3 separate regions of the Gossypium hirsutum genome follow, and all the other regions are linked to region 2. Evidence: chromatin contacts called from public Hi-C data. All regions are on one chromosome and are shown on one strand. The core of a region is the stretch at or near the end of the contact, and the rest is flanking DNA. Distances in the headings are between cores, read along the strand shown.

Evidence for each region. A called contact is a pair of places that touch in the nucleus more often than the background predicts.
Region 1: a contact with region 2 is called in a Hi-C map of hypocotyl, with 2.3 times the contacts expected there. The contact joins the promoter of LOC107896637 here to the promoter of LOC107896782 in region 2. A contact is called at or near these places in 5 of 34 Hi-C or Micro-C datasets (callus, hypocotyl and leaf).
Region 3: a contact with region 2 is called in a Hi-C map of leaf, with 2.4 times the contacts expected there. The contact joins the promoter of LOC107901226 here to the promoter of LOC107896782 in region 2. A contact is called at or near these places in 2 of 34 Hi-C or Micro-C datasets (leaf and seedling).

The regions. Positions count from the first base shown.
Region 1 is chrA11:26,335,794-26,338,872 of Gossypium_hirsutum_v2.1, reverse strand. LOC107896637 (AAA-ATPase At1g43910) reads right to left here and starts at 1,334. Exons shown (of 1, transcript XM_041081491.1): 1 at 192-1,334. The coding sequence starts at 1,334. The coding sequence ends at 303. It overlaps LOC107896629, which reads left to right. Exons shown (of 6, transcript XM_041081496.1): 5 at 1-791; 6 at 895-1,444. The coding sequence ends at 57.
Region 2 is chrA11:26,148,885-26,151,984 of Gossypium_hirsutum_v2.1, reverse strand. It overlaps LOC107896782, which reads right to left and starts at 1,357. Exons shown (of 4, transcript XM_041081486.1): 1 at 1,032-1,357; 2 at 1-566. The coding sequence starts at 39.
Region 3 is chrA11:26,385,630-26,388,526 of Gossypium_hirsutum_v2.1, reverse strand. It overlaps LOC107901226 (phosphatidylinositol/phosphatidylcholine transfer protein SFH12), which reads left to right and starts at 1,521. Exons shown (of 15, transcript XM_016827149.2): 1 at 1,521-1,787; 2 at 1,879-1,989; 3 at 2,089-2,314; 4 at 2,440-2,539; 5 at 2,649-2,897. The coding sequence starts at 1,971. It also overlaps the pseudogene LOC107959872.

The DNA of each region.
Region 1 (3,079 bases), core at 85-2,584, 190 kb before region 2:
TTGGGTTCATCACTGATCATCAGTTGTTGTGCCACTTCAGCAGTTTGTCATCTTTGATCCCAAGATATGAAGCTGCAAGTTTTCTGAATCCTGCTGGACTACAATATCCCATGTAAATATGCACATCCATTCGCCCCGGCCGTAGCAGCGCTGGATCCAACTCTTCTTTATGATTTGTGGTAATGATTATGATTCTTTCATTCCCACAGCTCGACCACAATCCATCAATGAAGTTGAGTAAGCCTGATAGTGTTACCTACAAAATTATGTTAACTTAGTGACTTCAGAAACTTGTTTCAACGTCAATCAAACCAAGATAAGGAGAGAAACAAATGAATTACCCGATAGTTGATAGAGAAGGGACGTTTGTTCTCATCTTCATCTTCTTCTGCTTCACATTTTTCAATGACCTTGGTTCGATCATGTGATGCTGTTGTGATGCAATCTATGTCTTCGATGAGAAGAATGGAGCGGTTTGTGGTGGATGTGAGTATGCGTCTGAGATCGTAATCGTTTCTAACGCCTTGAAACTGAAGATCATATACATTGTATCTCATGTAATTCGCAACTGCAGCAATCAGTGATGATTTTCCTGTCCCAGGTGGACCATACAAAAGGTACCCTCGTTTCCAAGCCCTGCCAACGTTCTCGAAGAACTCCTTGCGTTCCATGAATGAATCAAGATCCTTCATTATGAATTCCTTAAGCTGGGGCTCCATTGCCAAGGTCTCAAATGTTGACGGGTGCTTGAAAGCGGTCGGCTCCCACATAGAACATTCTTGATCATAAGTGTAAATGCTGAGGCTGTCACTCTTGTTCAGAATTTCTTGTGCAGTTCTGTTAATATAAGGAAAGTACCTTTGCTCAACTCTTTCTCTATCCCTTTTGTTGCAGGTCAAGCTGAAGAATCTCTTAGTAGGGACGTAGTACTTTTTGGGTTCAATAGAAGATAAAGTCCATTCCAAGCGCATGCCATCAAAATCATCCTTGATCCTGCAATCAACAGGGATGCTACGTTTTGGTGGTGTGGTGGGATCACTGGACTCATCGAAACCTACGAGAAGGCTATCGCTGGAGGGTCCAATTATGGTGGGCAAGTAGATCTCCGCAGCTCGAAACAATTGGTTATCGCCAGCGTGCCATCGGTTTTCGATTATGAAGGTAAAGTCGGATGAGAAGTAAGCAGAAGTAAAGTCGTAAATCATAGAGAAGATGTAGTTTGTCATCCTTTCAGGGAGCATTTCATTTAAGATGGTTCGGATTAACATAGCCATGGCTGAAATAGAAGCATAAGCGGAGAGAATAGTAGACAAAGAAGGTAACTCTTTCAACATTGTACCCAATTTTGTATTCTTCCTTTGTTTTGCTTCTTCTGTGTGGAAAACACAGAAAAAAAACAAATTCAATGGAGCAGTTGAGTGAAGGGTGAGGAACACTCAGTACATTTGCATTCCCTTATATACATATATATCATAAGATCAGTGTGCGAAACCGTGGAAGTCTCCTGGAGATAAACATTAACAGCGTGAACTGCTTGAAAGGAACAGGGTAATGGTCCCACCCCAGTACCCTACAACATTAGCTTCTCAGTATAACCCTGCTTTGATTGGCCAAGGGTTCACACCCAATCCCAAAAAAGGGGACGGCTAGCACTTTATGGTAGTTTAGTAGTGGTAGTGTGTAGATTGTCCCTCAATAATATCAATATGTATAAGAGGCTAATTTTAGGTACACAATTTAAAAATATGATAGGATATAAAAATATAACATAATATCAACATAATGTAATTAGTATATAAATTTATTAAACAAATAATGTTGAACTGAAATATTTTATTAAAAAAAAACAGAAGTGCTGTCTTTATGTATTGAGATAATAAAAAAAAAGAGTATAAAAAATGGAATTTTTAATGAAAATTGAATGATTTTACTCAATAAAGAAATGAAAAAAAATTAGAAATTTACTAAGAAATATAATAAAGAAAGAAAACAGGGAAAGAAAAAAATCTAATGATGAAGATGATCTTCCTATACTACTTTGAATTTTTTTTTTAATTCAATCAACAACAACAATATATGCTTATTTATATTTTAAAAGTATAAAAAAATTAAATTAAATTATATTTTATATATCATTATATTAAATTATTTTTAAATATAATATATTATTATATTTAAGTTTTTGAAATATTCTATGTATCATGCACTTTATAAATAATTTATATTAATTAATTAAAAGATATTTAAAATTTATACTTTATATACCATTATATTAAATTATTTAAAAATTATATAACATGACTAATTTCTAATTTTCCATTATCATGTCTAAAAAAGATATTTTGACCTTCAACCACAAATTTTCACAGTAATGGAGAACACAAAAAATTAACAAAGAACACTTTTCAAAAACATTTTTCTTAGGCTTAAACAACAAAATGGTATCTAAACTATACTAGTTTTCCCAAATTGGTACTTAAAACCTTTTTTGGGTTAAAATTGGTACCTAAACTATTAAGCTGTTACCCATTTTACCCCAACTGTTAGACTCATTAGAATTTTTTTCAGCCAAAATCACAACTTGCCACGTAGCTATCTATTTATTTTATCCCGTCAATATAGTAGTGTTGATTTTGCCAGATTTTCTTATATTTTCTTCTCATTAAACAATTTTTATACAATTTTCTTACCGATTGCTTCATTGTACAAAGTTTCCACAATTTATCATCTTCAAGCTTCCTGTCTTCTTCTTTCTTCACCTTTTGTTTTGGGGCGTTTCCATTTTATAAGTGTTCTTTGTTATTGAAACATTAATAGAATTAAAGGGCCAGATACTAAAGTGGTGTTAGCGTTTGAATCGAGTTAAACAACAAAGAATCGATTTAAGCAATAATGAATTGATTCAAACAACAAAAAGAATTGAGTCAATCAACAAAATAAACGATTCAAATAAGCAAAGACTCAATTTAAGATAACAAATAATCGATTCAAAAGAAACATCAACACTTTTGGTGCTCAAGCAAAGAAAAGAGAGAAAAAACGAGCCAAAAAATGTTGGCTTTTGAATTGGGTTAAACAA
Region 2 (3,100 bases), core at 108-2,607:
TAGTGGTCGAACGATACTTCTTAAAGCCCCAAATCCCATTTTCTAGATCATGAAATTGTTACGTTTAAAGGACAAGAGAAGAGGAAGGGGTTGTTTTTTTGAGCAGAGTGGAGGCAGCAAGCTTGTAAAACAGGGTTGGCGAAGAAGAAAAGAGACGAAGAAATTGGGCTGAAGCTTTGACATTGAGGCCCTTTCGTTTTTCTTTAATTTTCCAACTAAGAGCCCACTTGACCCAGCTTTGACTAGAGGCCTTTTCAGTAAATACAATGAACTTGGTTGTGTTAGATTGGTTTGGGATTAGGTTGATCTGATCTGAACCAACCAGACCATTTCAAGTTTTTTATTTTCTTTGAAAGAGAGTGACGTGTGAAATTAAACAGGATAAAATGAAAGTTGAATGCAATGATGTGAGAGACAAGGATGTTGAATACAGTTGTCTGTTGGTTGGTTCCTTAAAGTTTCTCTTTGTTGCTGAGTTTGCAGAATTTTAGCTCCTTCATCTTCAACCCACTTTACCCCTTCACCGGTTTAATTGTAAATGCAACTACAACCTAACCTATCAAAACCTTCAAACATATTCGAGATTAAGAATCAAGAAAAGATGGTCGAAAAAGTTTATGTTTGGAGAAATTCAAAATCAAAAACACTAACATCCAAACCAATGAATTTATGTATGTAGGTATCGATTTTGATAACGACTCCACTAAAGCTTATCATTATTATTTCATACTTGAATTTAGTATCTAGACCAAATAACATTACGTAACTCAGTAAATGTTTGATCTGTATCCTCTACTTAAAAAAGTATAGGTACATAATTGGGGGATTAAATATTTAAGCCAAATTAATGTAGGATAATAATAAATAAATAAATAACTAAAGTACCAAAGGACGCATTGTAACCAAACTTAGATACCAACTTGAGATAAAAAAAAACACTTAAATACTAAATTGAATATAAAAACTGAACACATGTACCAAATAGCATATTAACCTTAATTTATATTAAAAGTGAAGAAAAGCACCCATACCCTCAGGTTAAGAGAAATTGGCGCTGGCGCCATCTTTTTTACCGTTAAAGAAAATGAAGAGCAATGGCCCGCCATAACCGATAAAAGTGCAAAAAGGAAAAGGAATCCAATATATATAAACTTTGACAATAACAAAAACAAAAGTTGAGGGAACACAAAAGAAAATTAGTGTTGATGAAGAGAAGAATTAAGGCCTTAAGAAAGTGAGATTTATGGGCCACGAAAACCCAAAATATATAAGTAAAGCTGGCAACATCGAGGTCCCCGCCTTCAAAGCATAACATATATATTGGAGAGAAAAAAAGAACACAAAGACTGTCATGCTTGGATCATGACGTGCTCAAAAAGTGACCCTTAATATATATATGATGACGAGGAAGTCTTGGCTGTGAAGGTATATGGGTTTGCAAAGGCAAAAGGTAAAAGACATGTAACTACTAACTGTAACATCGGCCCTATTGAATCAAATTTGGGATCACATGATTCTTAATTAGGGCTCATGTGAAAAACCAATGATGAACTTGTTGACAATTTTTTCCCATTTAATGTGTCAGCCATGTGGTAAAAGATTAAAAAGAACTAAAAGGCACAATATTTTAAAGACCGTTGTTAGTAAAATCCGTCCAACTATGCCGGATATATGATTTTTGGCTTCAATCTAACATCAACATTGTGAGAAAGATGAGTGGGGTAATGCCAAATTTTCCTTTGTTTTAGGCTTTTCGACTAATTAATTTCCTTGGTGAATGCTTTTTCTGTGTCCTAACTTTGAGATATGGGTTTGTGTATATAAAAAAAAACACTTGGAAAGTACTAAAATCACCCCCCAAAAAAAATATTCCGTTATAAATTATATACTCAACACAACATCTTAGTGAATTACATCCTTTTATATATATATATAAGTTTTGCACAAATATTTATTTTGATACGTATATATTTTTTTCTTAAAATTGATATTTGTTTCATTTCTGTTATACAAAATAATACTTAAGACTAAGGCTATTTAACTTTTCATGTTGTTTCTAATAACTAATTGGCACCCAAAAATTCTATATTTGACACTTGGCAAATGATAATGTCACAAAGATATCATTATCTAAAATTTATTAAAAATCTAAAATAAATTAAAATATATATAAAAAATATAAATTATAAAAATCAAATATATTTTTTATTGAAAAATCAAAATCAATTAAATTTAAAAGGTTTTTGTTTAAAATTACATATTTACCTTTAATTACATAGTTCAAACAAAAAAAAAAACTCATATGTATTTATCTTCAACTCAAGATTTAAATTGAAATTATAACCTCTTCTGAGTATATATTTTTTAAAAATTATTGTCCAAAATTAAAAACATAGAATATTTTCTTTACAAAACATGAAATCGGACACGCATGCGAATGTGGCATCCCAATCTGAAATTAGTATTTGGTATCTAAACACGCATCCTTTTGAAAAAAATGTTGTATACTTTTTTAAAAGAGTAAATTAATTTTTCAGAAATAAGTTAATGAAATCTATTTTTTATTAATTTTTAAAATTTGTAATTTTTTAGATAATATGATAATTTTTATAAATATAAATATTATCTTTATAATATAAAAAAATTTTACTAATTTTTTTATTTTTGATGATGACATCACATCTTAAATATTCGTTGGATTACACGTTAAATATTCGTTGGATTACATAGATAAAGGTAACACCTTTAGTTTCAAGTACTATTTTGTATGATAGAAACTAAACATAGGTATCAATTTAAATAAGAGTGAGCAAAATTCGATTCGACTCGAAAAAATTGAAAAAAAGTTTTAATTATTTGAGTTAATTGAATCAACTTGAATTTCTTTTTCGAATTTCAATTTCAAATTGAATTAATTTTTTAATTTAAACAACTTTAATAATTCGAATAAATCAAATATTAAATTTTTTACTTTCCTTCCCTCTACCCCCTTCAAACCCTTTCATTTTTCCCAAAGAAATTTTACCACCCCAAAACTTCTTTTCTTTTATTTCCTCACAAAATTTTTACATCCCTCAAAGCCTAATTTTCTTTCCTTTTG
Region 3 (2,897 bases), core at 272-2,771, 240 kb before region 2:
GGGATTCGTTATATTTCATTTCAGTTTTCTTTATTGCCAACTTAAAATTCTGATTTTATTTTCCCCTTTGTGGCAGAATGCACCTTTCTTTGTTACCAAACTTGCAGTCAAAACTATGCCTTGTGTTATAATTTTCAGGTTAGCCACCTCTTATGCCATTTGACTTTTTTTGCCTTAAAGGAGAAATGTACAGAAATAAAACAGAGTTCATATTATGCTGAAAAAGAAGATTTATGTGTCATAATTGTGATGTTCATTAATTAGCTCTCTATATTCTTCTTATACTCAGAGAACTAAACTGAGTTTGTCAGCATTCTAATAATTTTTTGCGTTTAGTTTTGGCATCAAGTATTAAAGTTAGAAGACAACAATTTCCCTTTCATCATAAGCATCTACTTAAAGAATTGCAATTTTTGGGCAGAAAAGGGATTGCAGTAGATAGGTTGGTCGGGTTTCAAGATCTTGGAGGGAAAGATGATTTTGTTACTAGGACACTTGAGGTTGTACTGATAAAGAAAGGTAATGATTCTTATTGAAGTTGCACTTTTATATATCTTGTAGCAGCTTCTTAAACCACATATCATTTCACAGGTATAGTTAGTGAGAAGAAAAATGATGAAGATGACGAAGACGATGTTTACGATGAGAGTAAGCGCAAGACAGTGAGATCTTCTTTGAATCAAGACTCCGGTTCTGACTAAAGAAATGGCGACATGACTGTCAACTAATATTTGGTTCCTTATCTCAAGACCCAGAATTAAATATGAACATGTTAATGCAAGCGCACTAGTAAATTTACAAAGTATCTTGATGTAGCGCTGAAACTCGTCTTTCATGGCACGGTTTTGTGAGTTTGAAGTTCGAATCATATTGTAAAAGATATGGAAGCTTGAGGGACGGACTATTCACTATATGATACTCCTTAAGCAGTTATCTTTCACTTTTTATTATCATAATGGTTATTAATGTATGGTTGTAGTATTTGCCTGGTTATATATTCAAGGTCATATGAAGGTGGTTTCATGTATCACAATATTACAGTAATTAGCAGCTAGTTCTTAGCATTCATTTGTGAATGATTTTGCCTGGGAGGCAATTCAATTAAATAAGCTACATGAATCGATTAAATCTTAGTACTTGTACAAGTTTTAAGGAAGGCCCCACCCTTCGTCATCATTAATCTTTATGTTATATCTTGATTATCATGTGATCATCATGGTTTATGATACTTATTTGACCTACCTTTATCGATGCGTTGTACCCTTACCACCTTCCTTGAATTGCCATTAACAATGGTTGTTAAAAAGCACGCGGACATGGGGATTCAATGATTCAACAAGACCATGATGAAATAACAGGTTTGGTCCTTATTAATCAATGACCATAACATTCAAAGCCAAAACCAAAATTCGATACATGCAAAGCCTGGTATGAGGATCGACCGTTTGTTTTTGTTATCAAGTGGGAAAAGGAAAAAGATACTTCACAATAAATTTGAATGGATAGGCCTTGCATTTCGTATTCAAAGCCATTGATAAGTTGAGACTTGGTCAAAGAAAAAGCAAATGATAAATAAAGAAAGAAAACTGACCCATTTCTTCTTTTCCTACAAACATTAACATAAAAATACATTAAAAAAAATATCGGGTTTTGATTGGTAATGTCTTGTCTGCCTCATTGTCTGTCTCTCCGCCATTTTCGAAGGACTCTAAAAATACCTATAGAAAGAAAGAAAATTAGCTCTCTTTCTCTTACATCCCTCCAATCCTCCTTCCCAGTTTGCAGAGGTACATTCTTTCTCTTACTTTAAGTTGCAGTGTTTCTCTTTTAATCTTCCAAACCTGTGGCGGCCATATTAAACCACTATATTATGTGCAGGCATTTGGAGGAACCATAAATATATATACGTGTGCTTGATTCGCCTGCCTTTTACTGTTTTCTCACCTATAAGGAATCCATAGCCCCTCATCATGGCTGACGTTAACCCAGGTCCTCTTCTTATTCTATGCCTGTTATTGTTGTAGTGTTGGATGTTTCATTTGCATGAATTTTTCTGGCTTCGTATAATTGTCACTATATTTAATGCAGAAATGGATGCTTCGGAGGAAGAAAAAAACAGAAGGGGTTCATTCAAGAAAACAGCCTCCAATAGATTCCGGAATTCAAGGAAAATGAGGAGCAGTAAAGTAATATCTGTTGAAATCGACGATGAGCGTGACACGGAGGAGATGCAGTCCGTCGAGACCCTGCGTCAGGCGCTTATAGCCGAGGATATGCTGCCTGAAAAACACGATGATTATCACACGTTGCTCAGGTAAGGTTCTATCCTGTTTCATCTTTAGCATTGTACATATATATATATATGCATATAGCTGCTGCTGAGTTTGGATTTGTCATATACTTGTTAACCTCTAAACGTATACCCCTTTGATAATGCAGATTCTTGAAGGCTAGAAGATTTGACATTGAGAAAACAAAGCAAATGTGGGGTGATATGCTCAAATGGAGGAAGGAATTTGGTACCGACACGATTTTAGAGGTATAATCATCTCCAGAGAACATATAATTGTGCTATTTGTTTATGGAAATTGCCCCTCAAAATGTCTCTCTGGCTGAGTTCCATTCCATTTCTTGCTATTTTGTTTAAGGACTTTGAATTCAAGGAGAGAGAAGAGGTTTTGAAATATTATCCCCAAGGGTACCATGGAGTAGATAAGGATGGACGACCGGTGTATATAGAGAGAATAGGCCTAGTAGATGCTACCAAGCTCATGCAAGTCACCACCATGGATCGCTATCTCAAATACCATGTAGGGGAGTTTGAGAAGACCTTCAAAATTAAGTTTCCATCTTGCTCTATTGCTGCCAAGAAGCACATTGACCAAAGCACAACCCTC